Linked DNA regions of Mustela erminea: region 1 is linked to region 2. Evidence: chromatin contacts called from public Hi-C data. All regions are on one chromosome and are shown on one strand. Each heading gives the region's core, a stretch centred on a gene start, on an enhancer-like site or on the middle of the called end of the contact. The rest is flanking DNA. Distances are from core to core; before and after follow the strand shown.

Evidence for each region. A called contact is a pair of places that touch in the nucleus more often than the background predicts.
Region 1: a contact with region 2 is called in a Hi-C map of spleen, with 4 times the contacts expected there. The contact joins the enhancer-like site here to the promoter of ZBTB16 in region 2. A contact is called at or near these places in 2 of 3 Hi-C or Micro-C datasets (skeletal muscle and spleen).

Annotation. Positions count from the first base shown.
Region 1 is chr9:10,680,083-10,686,984 of mMusErm1.Pri, reverse strand. All of the region lies in intron 3 of ZBTB16 (zinc finger and BTB domain-containing protein 16), which reads right to left. Among named protein-coding and RNA genes, the nearest start is that of ZBTB16, 98 kb to the right of the region's middle. Within about 2 kb of position 4,779, the one cell type or tissue checked has open chromatin away from gene starts, as enhancers often do.
Region 2 is chr9:10,580,053-10,587,271 of mMusErm1.Pri, reverse strand. It overlaps ZBTB16 (zinc finger and BTB domain-containing protein 16), which reads right to left and starts at 1,813. Exons shown (of 7, transcript XM_032360465.1): 1 at 1,485-1,813.

The DNA.
Region 1 (6,902 bases), core at 3,530-6,029, 97 kb before region 2:
GGACCCAGGGGGAGCAGAAGCGAAGCCAGGAAGCCCCATGCTGCTCCCTGAGAGGCCAGGGCAGAGCACACAAGGTTCCAGGCTCTGCGAGGACTCACTTAGGGGTCGTCCCCGGGCCCTGCCTGGTGGGACATTTTGTTCCCCAGCCCAACCCCACCCAACTGCCAAGCTACGATGCTTTGAGGAGTGAGAGAGGGAGAGATAGACCAGCGACGATGCATGGAGACAAAGACAGATGAAGACCTGAGAAGGAACACAGGAAACACAGAGGAGCAGCAGGACGGGGCTGGGGCCAAGACAGACGTCAGGACAGGGACAAAGAAACGGTGTGAGAGGAGACTGGGGGACAAGTGAGAAGGGAAGAGAGGCCCGCCAAAGCGCAGCCTCCTGCCACCACGGACAGCCCAGAAGAGGGCGCTCAAAGGCCCGCCGGGGAGCGGTGCCGCTGGAATGGCCAGACCCCACCAAGTAGCCCCCCGGCCCAGGGACTGGAGGGCCAGGGGTGACGGCCACAGCGGAGAGCACGGACTGAACGCCCACGAAGCCCGGCGGGGGGCACGTCTGGGAAGCAAAAGGTGTGGACCTTGGGGGTGGGCCCCACACCAACATCCTCCCCCACCTACAACCCCAGAATCTAATCACCCTCAGACCAAAGCAAGGGCCAGTGAAACAGCTCAGAGCTTAGGAAGGACGGAAGGAGCAGGGGAGAGATCAGGAGAGAGGAGAACAAACAGGAGACAGACAAGGAACCGCCCCCCCACCACCTCTCTAGGGCCATTCCCTTCCCCCAGGGGACTATCACCGCCCAGACTCACTGCCAACATCACAGGGTGGTGGGAGAGGGCGTGTGGCCGAGAAACCACCCTATTCTGGAGGCCGTAAACATCAGAGACAGAGAAACACCAGAGACAGAGAAACACACACACACACACACACACACACACAGAGGTTATTACATAATTTCCACTTTCTTTCCTCCACCCTTAAAGTAATGTTCTATCTGACAGGCTCCTCTCTGAGGGGGGAAAAATGACAAATCCAATCCAAAATTCAACAGCCTGTGTTCTGTTCGGAGAGCACACAGTGTACTGTACAGCCCATAAAACTCCAAACAGCCTCCAGACACTGCTGCAATCGTCCTCCATCAAAACACTTTGTCTTGCATACAAAAATAAGATACAGCGCTGAACGGAATACAAAATCAGCCCATTACAGTACAGGGAGACTGCTACTTAGCAACCAGGGGGCTCTAAAGCCTCGGTGCTCTACAGGAAGCAAAATCTGTCGAGCCTGTTGGGCAAATGATAAACATTAGCAGTATTAAAAAACACAAAAGCCATGTAAATGGATAGACATAATGTGAAAGCGAATTTATAGAATAAATTGGGTCGGGGGACTTGGGTGCAGGGGGAGAGGCTGGGATTCAGAGGGGTAGAGGCAACGAGCTTCCCCAACCCCTGCTAAGGCACCATATGGAGAGAGAGACATGTGTATTTGGTGGGGAGGGATATGCGAACCCCTTTTCACACAGGGGCTGTAGGTGCGGGGCGGGAGGCAGGGGAGGGGGTGAGACGTGGTAGAACACTGTTTAATACAATGACCTGCAATGAACTTTGCCAGCTTCCTCTGTGGGGCTGGCCCGACTGGCCGTCTTCAGGGCTGGGAAGCTGGGCCACGCGCACCCAGCAGCACCGAGGCGGGCAAATGTGGGGTTTTACCTGCCTTGAGGGGGGGGCACCACACCCAGGGCTATCACAGGACCTGTCACTTGATGTAAACACAACCCTCCGCCAAAAATAAATAAATAAATAAAAAGTTTAAAACAACAACAACGACGACCCAGACAACGAAACCAAAAGCACCCCATCTGGGCTGGAAAAATCAGTATATTTCATCAGGTAAAGGGGAAAAATACTCTGGCTGTGAATCAGCAGCAGGGTTTCGGATCCCAGCCAAAACAGGAGCTAAAAAGCAAAACCATATTCTTCTGGTCTCCATTTAGGCTCCCGAGGCAGAAAGCGAGAAGGGGCGGGGGTGGGGGGGGTGGTGAGGAAGGGGGCAGAGGGGGGAAGAAATGTATTTTTCATCAGCCAGTGTATAATTTATAAACAGCATTAAACAGTTTTTGTTTTCTTTTTCCTCTCTCCCGTGGATGGGCTTGGACAGCAGTCAAGCCTGCATTAATTTCTGCTTTGGGTACAGTGTGTTCTTGGAGGCACATCTGCAGGCGATCATAAACTCTCTGGAATGCTGGCAGAACATCCAGGCCTGCCGGCAGGCCAGTGACGACACCACTCTGGGAAAAAGTTCGGGAAGCGGGCCAAATTCAGGGCAGGGAGGGGGAGAGACAGACCAAGAGCACAGTGTTCAAGAGCGCGCGGGGAAAGTGGCTACTTTTCCCCTCTTCCCCTCTGTCTGCACCCCAACATCCACGCAGATCGCAGATCGTGGGCCCCCGAGCCACTCCCAGCGGCCCCTCCCTGTGCTCTGAACCCATCCCCCCCGCACAGTGCCTGCCTCTGCAAGGCGTGTTGAGGGAGATAAGGGGCCTTGGGAAGTTTCTTCTGGGTCATCTGTTTTAGCCCGATGGCGAGGCGCGAACTTGAAGAACGGACAGGGACATTCGCCGAGAGCAGGCAGAGAGGACATGAACCTGCCCCATCTTAGGCTCAGAGGTGCCAGCAGCAAGCGGCGGGTCCTGAGAGGCCCCCGTTAAACCCAAGATGCCTCTCCCGTCAGCTTGAGGACCATGCCTCACCGCCACAGGGAACTGACCAGCTGCAATGCCTCCCTGTCTTTGGGAAGAAAGACCCTGAACCCCAAAGCTAAGTGTTCTAAAAAAGAAGAAAAAGGAACAAGTACAATCCGTAGATCTTTGATGTCTCATAATTTCTTTCCCTTCCACGGGATCAGGACAGGAGAAAGCTCAAGAGAACCAATCTGGTTTCTGGCCCTAACCCCGCCAGGCCTTTTCCTGTCAGATGGGATGACCCAGGCCCCCGATGATAGGCCCTGGCCACCCTGTGCTGTTGCTAGAATCCGAAAATCCATCAGCCAAACACCATATTCCTTCCCAGTGGCTCTAAGAGGGGGAAGAGACTGGTGCTTTCTCAAGAGCCATGGCTCACAACACCCGGAGAAAGGCAGGAGGGTTGAGTACAGGGGACTGATCGCTGGCAGGACTGGACTCCCAAAGGAAGGCCACCCTTAACCGTGGCTGGAGGTATGGGCCTATCTGCCCTCCAACCATGCCCCAAGATCATCAGGCACACTGCTTCTCCAAGAGGGTCTGAGAAATCCTACGCTCCAGGTTAGTGTACATCAAAAACCCCACAGTCCTTTCTTTCCAAGAAAAAAATAAAATAAAAAACCAAGTGTCACTCTGTCATTTAATCCTTTAGTGGTTCTCCAGTGTTGCAGGTAAATGCAGAATATTTTGGTATTCAAGGCCTCCACAATCCTGCCTCATCCCGCTGTTTCCAAAGCTTGCCTTCTAGAAGGGACACCCTCCCCGTGTGAGTTCCTCCTAGAATTCTCTTCTGGTGCTTTGTGCACACAAATGTCTTTGACCATGACCTTATAACCAAGTATCTCTCCTACTGGATGGTCATAAGTTCCTTGAGGGCAGGGATGTTGTAAGCTCTCTCCAGTGCTAAATACACAGAACCTGAAGTCCACTCAGCACTTGGTAAATGTCCACTGGCTGCAAAAATGAATAAGACTCCCAGAAAAGGGGCAGGCCATGGAAACACGGGAATCTCTAAATAGCATGTGGTCAAGTCAAAAACAGGGGCAAGCCGTTCTGGGTTTGCTCGCTTCTAATCCAGCAGCACTGGCGCCAAGCTGTGGGAGATCCTACCTAATGGGAAACCTTACACCAGCAAATCCCAGAACTAACCCGAGCCACCGCCTGGGTCTGTGGTCTCTGCACAGACATCCCAGGGCAAGGAATCACCACTCAAGGGAGAACTGGGAGTGGCAAGGACACAGCAGGTCGTAGATGCTCTGGGACCAATCCCCACAAGGCACAGGGCTGCACAGGGTGGGGAGTGAGAGGTCAGAGTGATCCCAGGACGTGGAGTGGCTTGGATTCCTGCCGTGCTCACTGCCACAGTCCTACACGTCATGTCCTCGTTCTAGAAGGAGCAGCTCTGCAAAAACATCCCAGGTGGTCACTCTCCTGACCTGACCTTCCTTTCCCAAACCCACCTCCGAGAAGGCAGGGTGTTGCCTGGATCAATCTCATTAGTTAATGAGTTAGGTTATTGTTTGTTAATTTAAACATATTGTTATTATCAGGTATATCTCATAAACACTTGATTAGTTAACGCATTCAAATCGAAATAAAAACTTCAATTAAACTGAACATTCCCTACTACCATTTAGGGTCTTAAAAAAGAAAAAAAAAAAAAAAAAGAGGGAGAGAGAGAGAGAGGAGGAGAAAGAAAGAATTGTCTCCAAGAAGGGCCTCCTACAGGGCAAACTTCTAATTAAACAAATTGTCAATTTCAACACAATGAAAACTGATTTAGGAGTGTAAATTTAGTATTCTAGTCACTGAAAATAAAACCTCACATCGTCGGCCTCGTACAGGCTGACTTCTTTGGAGAGGGAGACGCAGAGGACAGGAAGACAACGTGAGAAAAGGGCCAAGCCCAGAAGGAAGAACGAGCAGGCGCATTTCATCCTTTCCTAAATAACATCTCCGCAAAGTCAGTGTGGCCTGTTCTCCAGCAGCGAGAAGCTCTCTTCTTGCCTCCTCCTTCACCCCACCCCTACCAGATTAGAAAAAAAAAAAAAAAAAATTAATCGTGTATGATGACAAAGTTGGCTCAGCACTCACTGTACACACTGTACCCACAAGGCTGGCTCCCCGCCAGGCCTGGCCCCAAGCCAGAACTACAATAACAAACACAGGCCATGCTAGCCAAGAGGGGGTTGGGGGCAGCCAGCGCGCGAGCAAGGAAGTGCGAGAGGAGTACCGTTCAGCTGGGCCGAGCAGAAGAAAACAGCAGGAATGTACCTGCCCAGGGCAGCAACAACACTGAGGGGAAGCCAGGAGCACCATGACCCGCACCCAGATCCCAGGCTCACGCCTCCAGGGCCTGCCCCTTTAAAAAAAAAAAAAAAAAGTCTCCAAGGTTCTGGGGCTAAATGGTCTGCTGTTTTAGGCTCTATAGGGCCGCTCCAACCCTTGGCAAGAGAGTCTGCAAAGCGGGTCGCCAGCACTGCACCCCCTCAGGAGCCCCTCTTGCTGGCGGCTCCTAGGAGGGAGACTTCAAAACCCAGCAGCAAGAAAATCTCCCGTCATCTAACTGAGGTCGCCTCGGAAACATCCCAGGGTTCTCTTATCGTGCAACTGGCAGAGGAGTCAGAATGTGTAGAACCCTGCTTCTGCCACTGGCCCCCGAGAGAAGGCCTGGCACACCTGGCCCAGCCCTCCAACACCGACCCCCGATCCCCCTCCCCCGGGGAGGCTGTCCGGGTGTCTCAGGGGGTGCGAACAGCTCAGGAAGAGGTCTAGCCTCTCTAAGCCCTTGTTGCTATTTCTTTTCAAGACATCCCAGCACAGGGTGAGAGGTATGCAGGACAGCAGAAAGCCGCCACAGAGAATAGAAGTATCAGAGTCTCAGAAGGCTACGAGCCATCTGCAAAAGCGAATTAAAGCATGATGATGACCCTCACACCTCCCCCGTCACCAAATCCTCTTTATCAAGGGTGTCGGCAAGTGCATTGCAGAGAGCCAAGTCACCCGGCACAATCAGATGTCATGGAGAGGAGAGCCTGGGGAGACAGGACCCAGCTCTCAGAGCTGCTGGGGGCATTGGGCTGAGACCATAGGACCATGCAGTGGCATCTCAGCCGGGACGGGAGTGCAGGTCCTCAGGTGGCCACTGGCTATAGAGGGGTGGTGCAAAGCCACTCACCTTGCCTGAACTGGGGGCTCTGGGCCCCCTGCACATGGGTAAGCAGTGTCTCCCCCTCTGCCCCTCCCACTGGCATCACCAGTGTGGCCACCAGCGTGGCCGGGACTGGCTCACTCACACTCAACCAATACTGGCCGGGGGGCGGGGGTAGAGGGGCTCCTGGCTGCCCCCCAGGGAACCTCTGGGAGACAGTCCACACCATTGGTATTGCAGGAGGGACCCAGCAGGAGACTAGAGCTCCCTGACATGCTCCCCCAACTGCTCTCATTCATCTGACCAGTTACCTAGCAACTCCAGCAATGGGCCAGGCAATGTGCCACTCATAACGGGGACAGACCCTGTCCCCACTTGCTTACAGTCTATCAGAGGAGCTAGGGAGAGGGAGATTCTATTTCCGGAGAGCTGATCGTGCATCAGGCCCAGGGCTGAGGGTCCAATGGGAGCCTTACAACGCCTCTGAGAGAGTTAAGAGCTCCCGTTTACAGATGAGGATACAGAAAAGCTTTCATTTCTCGCCCAAGACCACATGGTGAAGGAGGTAGGTTTCCCAATTTCTATCCCTGACTCCAAGCAGGGGAGATAAGGCAAGTCCATAAATAACCAGAACACAAGGAGGAACGACTGTGCTCACAGAGCTTCAGATAAAGACATACGGACACCCAGAAGAAGGCAGGACGGCTCCGGGCTGAGGGTGGAGGAGGGCATTGCATAAGGGACCTCAGACGATCTGGCAAGACTAGGAAGGGTTATTCCAAGCAGAGGGAATGGGGTGAACAAAGCCACAGAGCTGGGAAAGCAAAAGCTGTGTCCGTCTACACAGAGCGTAAAGCAACAAGTAACTAACTGAGTCTGGCTAGAGCATTGGATTCAAGGAACAAGGAAGGAGAGAGGATGCTCCCAAGGCCAAGTTCCGGAGTGGGCAAGGGAGCTTTAACCACAGGCTGAAAAGTGCATTACCCGCATGGAAGTGTCCAG
Region 2 (7,219 bases), core at 564-3,063:
GCGCTTGCCTTCAGACCCAGGGGCTTCGGAGAACGAGGAGGGGCCTTCGAGAGAATGGAAGCTGGGCCACCCGAATTCCTTCCCCAAAGCAAGCGCCCTGGGTCCTGCGGGAAATCAGAGTGCTCTCGGGCAGCCGACCCCCCACCCACGGCTCTGCGCCCGGGATCAGGTGGGCGCCGGCTGCAGCGCTCAGCCGTGCGGCGCGGGGGAACGCCGGCGCTCCGCCGCTGGAGCTCCCGGGGATCGATCTGGCTCCCACACGCCCCCAGTCCCCGCCACCCCCACGGAGACTTGAAAGCGACTTCGGCAAACTTGGGGAAGCAACTTTTCCCGGGGAGCCAGACGGCGGAGAGAAAAGGAGCGGGTTAGGGAAGAGGGAAAGCGAAAGAGACCCGGACGAAAGGCAAGAGTCCCGGCAGGCTGGACGCCTGAGCGAGAGCGCGAGGCGGCGGACCCGCCCCGCGGCGAAGGGGAAGCACAAAAGCCCGAGAGCGAGTTGTGGAAGGATCCGCGAGCAGGGAGCTGCCGGCCCTCCCTCTCCGACCCAGGGCCGTGACCCCGGCAGCGACGGGCAGGGTGCCCGGCCGGAGCACGCTGCGAGCGTCCCGGGGAGCGGACGAGTGAATCGCCGCACGGCGCGTCCGTGCGTTCCCGTGGGTCCGCGGGCCGCCGAGACGGTGCGCATTTCGAGCGCGTGCGGGAGCGTTGGAGGGGCTGTGCGAGCGAGCTGCCGGCGCGCCGGGCTGGGAAACGCGTCCCGAATGCATCAGGTGCAGAGCCGGGGCACCCACCGAGCGCGGCCCGGAGCGCACAGCGAGCTCCCGCGCCACGGCCGGTCCCGCCCAAGAGCCGAGGAGGGTCTGCGGCTCCGCCACGGCCGCCCCTCCCCCCCCCAAAAGGGTGTGGGGGGGGTCAAGTCCAATTCGGAAAAAAAAAGCCCACCACGTTTTTCAAAGAGAAAGCAAAACCCAAGTGAATCCGAGTCCTGTTCCCCTCTGCCCCCAGATCCACTCCTCGGATCCTCGGATTCTAGCTTCCCAGCCGGCCGGTGAATAAACACAAATAAAGCACAACCCTATCGCGCCCGCGCACCGGTCCGCATACATATGAGCACCCACCGGCTCGCCGCTCCTCCGCCGGCCCCTGGTGGTACAAAGCCTCCGGTTCCCCGACCCTCCGCTCGCGCCTCCAGACCCCCCAAGACCGCTCTGCCTCCCACCTCTCACCCCGACCGTGCCCTAGAGAGGAAGGGTTGGGGAGGCAGCTGCGCCCAAGCTGACAGCCGGGGCTCCCCTTCTAGCCGACCCCCAACCGGCGGTGGCGACGGCTGCCGCAGCAGGAAGGGAACGAGCCGAATAAAATAAGGCACCAGCCCGGCGGCCGAGTGGCCGAAGGGAGCGCGCCCCTCGGACCTCTCCAGCCCCGGGGCGCCCCGGCGCGCGCCTACGGCTGAGCGGTGCGCCCCTCCCCGGCCCCTCACTCACCGCTGCCGAGCCGGGCGCTGGGGGTGGGTGTGCGTGCCTCTTGGGGGTGTGTGCCTGTGTCGGGGAGGGGTGTTGCTGGGAACTGTTGCTCTCGGTATCACGGCGGCAGCGGCGGCAGCGCCCGGCAGTTCGCAGTACCCGCTCTCATCGCCCTCAACTCCTCTCTGCTGCGAGGTTAGCAAATCACCACCGGCTGCGGCGCCTCCGCCGCGTCCCACGTCAACGCCGAGCCCCCTCCCCTGCGAGGCCCCGGCGCCTCTCCATCTTTAGTGCTGGCGGCCGAGCCCGGCTCGCTGCCCACAGCTGCCCCCCTTCCCTCCCCCCTCCCGCGCCGTCCCCGGGCTCAGCCCGCCCACCCCCACCCCCCCTCCCGCACTGGCCGAGCCCGCGCGCGCTCCCCGCCCCACCCCTCCCCTCCCCGCCTCCCCTCCCCTCCCCTCCCTTCCCCGCGCGCGGCGCTCTGGGCTTCGCCTGACATCTAGCTGCTGCTGGGGCGCCGGCGGCCGCCGCTCACCGGCCCAGCGCAGAGGGAAGAAGGAGCTCGCGGAGAGCGGTGCCAGGGACTCGGAACCCTCCGTGCTGGCAGTGGAGGTGAGGGGCGAGGAGAAGCCCCCGCCTTCAACCCCAGGCTTTTTATTTCCTTTGGACACGGGTTTTCTTCTTCCCTGCTGCCCCAGGCGCGGAGTTTCGTCCGCGGCTCCGGTGTTTGACTCGATTCTGTGTGTGTCATCTCGCCTTTCACTTTTCTCTTGGCTCGGGGCTGCATCCCCTGTACCCCGACATCGGTGGCAGAAGGTCCCTTTCTGAGCCCAAGCCCAGGCCTTCCATGCCTATGGCATCCCGATTGCGAGAAGTCTCCGGGCGCGCAGTTCGCAGGCCCTGGGGAGCCTGGTGCCAGAGGGTCCGCGGGAACCAGTCGTAGAAGGGAGAGCCCTCCCCCACTTTAGCTGTGGGCATCCCCGGAGGCCGAAATCGAGGCCCGAGAGGAACTTTCATCCCTCTCAGTCCTGTGCATCCCCTGGGCTTTGCCCCACCCACCCCCACCCCCCAGCCAGGGAACCTGGTTAGACACAGTTCCTGAGAACAGCGTCCTGCTCAGGCAAAGCCTTCAAGGGGCGAGTGAAAGCTTGAAAAAGCTCCAGAGCCCCCTCGCTCTCCGGCAAGAGCCTTCTCCTCTCAGAGGGCTGCTCCACTTTAGGGAGTGGAGCTGAGGTCACTAACCTCTGGGATACAGCCACCAGAAGAAACCTACTGTTCCTCTGGCGGTGGAGAGTCCCCTCCTGCCCCCTTTTCCTGGAGCTTAGCGGTGGTAGGGGCCAGAGGTGGGAAGCTCTCTGGTAAGCACTGGCCTTGGCAGCTGGCTAATGACCTGGATGCTGGGGGTGAAGGTGGTGGTGGAGAGCGCCCTCCCTGGGTCTCCGGGCTGTCAGCCCTGGAGGTCATGCAGTCAGCATCTCCTGGCTTCAGTCAGGGAGAACTGAGCCCCCACATTCTGTCCTTAACATGCTGCTGAGTCAAAGGTTTGCGCAGGACTCACATACAATCACATTGCAATGCTTGTCGCTGGTACTGCCCCAGACCTAGAGTGAGGCCCCAAGAACTGTAGGGTCATGGAAGGTGGCAGACACCAACTAGAGGCAAAAATCCGCTTCTGGGCCACTGAAGGCCGGAGTACAAAGTGCTCAGAATCCCAAGAATGGCTAAGGGGAAACCGTCCCAAGGACAAGAAGTTCCATCCCTGGAAACATGCTCCAGTCTCCCAGCAGGGAAAGGGCTCAGCCTTGCCCGAGTCAGAGGAGAGGAGAGAGCAGAGAAGCCCACTGGGAAGTGAAGGGAGGGAGCCAGTTACCCTTAGACAGTCCTGAATACAGCGACACCTAACCAATCCCCGGAACCCCGGTCCCTAGGTATTAACAGTAAAAAGCAATCCCGGTTACGGACTGTTTTTCTAGCTAAGGTCTACACTATCTGCAAGATGAAAGGCATTTAAAGGAAGTTAAGAAACTGGTCTGCAAGGAGAGCACGAGGAGAGGGATGTAAAAACAGAAGAAAGACCCTCCTACTGCCTCACCAGGGAAAGAGAAGAAATGACCATTGAACTTGCTGAGCCTCTGCCCGGAGATGTTGCCTGCGGAAGGTTGCCGCCTTGCCATCCACATCCACCTACCAGCCCCTCCTAAGCGCAGTAGCAGGAGAGGCACACAATTAACCCTTGATCCTAATCTCCTATTAATCCTCAAATCAGAGAAAGAGAGAAGCCTTGGAAACAATGGGAGAGCTAGAACAATCCCTCCACCGCCCTGAACTCCCCCCAACCATCCCTTGCCATATTCACTCGATGTGAAAATCTCCCTTGCTTCATAAACTCTGCCCATTAAAAAAGCCCAGCCCTTGTTAGTAAGTGTTAAAGAGAGATTAATGCCTGAATTTAAGAGGTGGAGAAGGTAACAAAAAGGAGGAAGGCAGGCGAGGCTGTGGGCTGAAAGCCAGCATTGGGCTCCAAGCATTTCCACTTAGCACTGAAGGCTGGCTGCAGGCCGGTTTGATAAGGTTTATTGGGCCCAGATAAAGCAGCGGCAGCTCCCTCCCCAAAACTGGCACCATTTTTAGCCAGAGTTGTGTCTTTGGGCCCGCCGAAAGCTGAGGAGAATCCCCAGTTCAGAGATTTCATATGGCGGCACCGAAAGACAGTGGGGTGGAAAATCACAGAAGAAAACTAACACTCTCTCTCTCTCTCTGATGTTCACGTATTTGTAGTGATTTATTTTTTATTTTTATTTTTTTACTTGAAGGGTATGGTAAGGCAAGCTGGGACATCAGTTCAGACAGGTCTAAAAATAGGAGAGACCTCGGTCTTACCAGACCATGCTAGAGACGGGGGAATAGATGAATTGACCTTTGGATAGAATTCCACATTAAATCTTCCTATTCCCCCGTCTCCTTCTTCTTATCCACACACCTTCCACGGGTAGCAGCCTTTCAGAGCACAGTTTCGGGAAGAGGGGCTTTGTTCAGTCTAAGGGATCTTACAAGGAAGAGACAGCAGGAATAAGAACTCATTCTGAGCACAGACCATGCATCTTAACACATTACCTATCCTGGGTATTTAATCCTTGTTACAAACCTATTCAGGCAGGTGCTAGTATTGCCCCCATTTCTCAGATAGGAGAACTGAGGTTAAGCATCCTACCCAAGACTGCAGAGCTGAGGCTTTAAATCAGACCATTACAGAGCTCATGATCTTCACTTCTAGATGGTACGGCCTCTAGCAAGACAAAACAAGGAAAACTGGGTTTTGATTTTCTTTCTCCTCTTCCTCCCCTGAGGCAGAGAGCTGCCAGTAAGCCTGGCAAGCTGAGGACCAAGCCATTCCCCACTGAGTGGTGCCACCAGGTAAACAGGCTTAGGTCACCTTCCTTCCTTTCTCAAAATCACAGGCAAAAGTTGAGGAGGGAGTTTTGAATTACAATACAACTTCAACCAAACAGATGCCCAGGAAGCAGGCTGCGGAGGTGTTTTGAGCATTCTGTATTCGGATTGAGTGTTAATGAAATGTTGCAACTCATTTTGTTCCAACTCCTCAGCTGGAAAATAGTTGTAAAATGTAAAGGTAGACTTTCCTATCATGATAAATAAATCAAGGACTCCTACCTCCGGCGGGGAGAAGCAGCTACTTTGCATACTAAAACCTTGAGATGAGTCTGGAATAAAGCCTTTTCAGGAGGGACGCAGGTAGTGAAACCCTTGAATGGAAAAAGTCCTCAGCAACTGAGAACTCCAACTTGCCCCTGGAAGACTTACCAGGTGGTCACAGGCACCCTCAGCTCTCTGCCCCCCAACTCCCCGGACACTCGAGGGGGAGATACTGCAGACCTACTCTGGCCTTTCCTGGAGGCAAAGGACCTTACAAGGCTTCAAGGTCATAACTGCAGATATTTACTAGGTGGATGGAAATGACGTCAAAAACTAACCAAAGTCAAATTTCGCCTTCCTGACTAGGTGGATGGCTTTCTCTGGTTCATCTTTTTTTTTTCCCCCTTAATTATTTTAATTCTTTCATGTTACTTTTTTACATGCCCCCTCCCAAAACCCAGAGGGGGGAAGTAATCAGGAGACATGTGGATTCCAGTTAGTTGGAGCACAGAAAACCAAATGAGAAGATGACCTCTGTGCTGGACATACCCGTCCTGTCTGGTGGGCAGAGAGTGACTTCTCGAAGGGGGAAAGAAGAGGGGCTTTTTTTCCTTTTAACTCCTGAGGCCTTGGGTCACTGTGACCCCAAGTTCTTCATGATTGAGGAAGAGAAAGCTTTTCCTCCTCGCTCTCTTTCTCCAGCATATTGCAAATGGTGTTGGGACCTTAATGTTGTTGTCAACTCAGATAGCAAATCTGAGTTGTTATTAGCGCAAAGATGCCCTGAGGGGGTAGGCAGTGTGGATGAAATCTGCAACGGATGTTACGGGGAAGTGTGTTTATAATTATAATGGGATTTAATGTACACTGGGACCAGATGATGGTAGCTATTTAAAAAAGAGATGTCTAATAAGAGAGGTCCCTTAATGACAGGCGGCAGGGCTCAGGTTATTATGGCAGAAGCTCGGTTTCACTGGGTGTCACCAACCATGTGTTAGTTTTATGGGGTTCCTAACAAAGCTTTGGGATGTGACAATCCAGCCCCTGTTATCCCATCAGCGACTGGACATGGGCATCAGAAAGGGGCACCTGCACTTAGGAGAAAGGCATTCTCTCTCTCTCTCTCCCTCTCATACACAGAAGCACAAACACACAGGCCAAAACACTGAGTAGTTTGGTCTTTCTGAAAATCTGCTTTGCTCTGAGAAAGACGGCCTCAATTTCAAAACTAAAATTGTGAAGCCATGGAAGGGTGCGGTTTCCATACAGTATGCGTGAAATGAAGCAGCGGGGTTCCCATTACAAGTAATGGGAGTCCCACCGCTAAATCCCCAGGCACCATGCTGAAAATTAACCCCCAAGTCCTCATCACACACAGGGCCCTTTTTTTTTTCTTTTTTCTTTCTTTCTTTTTTTTTTTTTTAACACTTCGGTGTTTCATTGTGGAGAGGCCAGGGAGAGGGGAAGTATGCCACATTTTCTTATACTGTTTAACATTACATAGCCAACTGTTTAATTTTTGAGGTGTTTAATGGTGTAGATTTCGATCCGAGGCAGCTGGCTGTTCTCCAGCAGGAGCGCTCTAGTTCTACTCAATGCTGAGCAGGGTGTGCAGGGAGAGAGGGTCATGGTCCTAGAGATGCCCGCAGAAGCAGCATGGTCTAGAGACATAGCTCCTGTCCCAGGGGCAGTGTTCCTTCTCTTTGTCCCCCATGGGAGACAAGTGCATGAAACGTCCCAAGTTCAGCTAACGCCGGCCTCCTCTGCAATTCCTGTGTCTCTGTCCCTCCACTATGACCAGTCTCAGAGATCTGGAAGAATATTTCATTCATCCTGACAAGGACAAAAGACACGGGCTACATGACACCTGAACTTCTCAGCTCAGAAGCTGAATTTCTGGAGAAAGTACTCGGCCAGTGCAAGGGTTATGTATGTTGAGGGCACACCAGCCACAAGACCAAACAATTTTACTCAAGACAGTTCATGTATGCCCATCATATGAAAATTATTCTAGCAAAACAAGCATTGGTCTCCCATGGAGTGGAATTCAAAATTCTCATCTGAATTTTTGAGATAAAGCAGAAGACCTCCTTGAAGTTCTT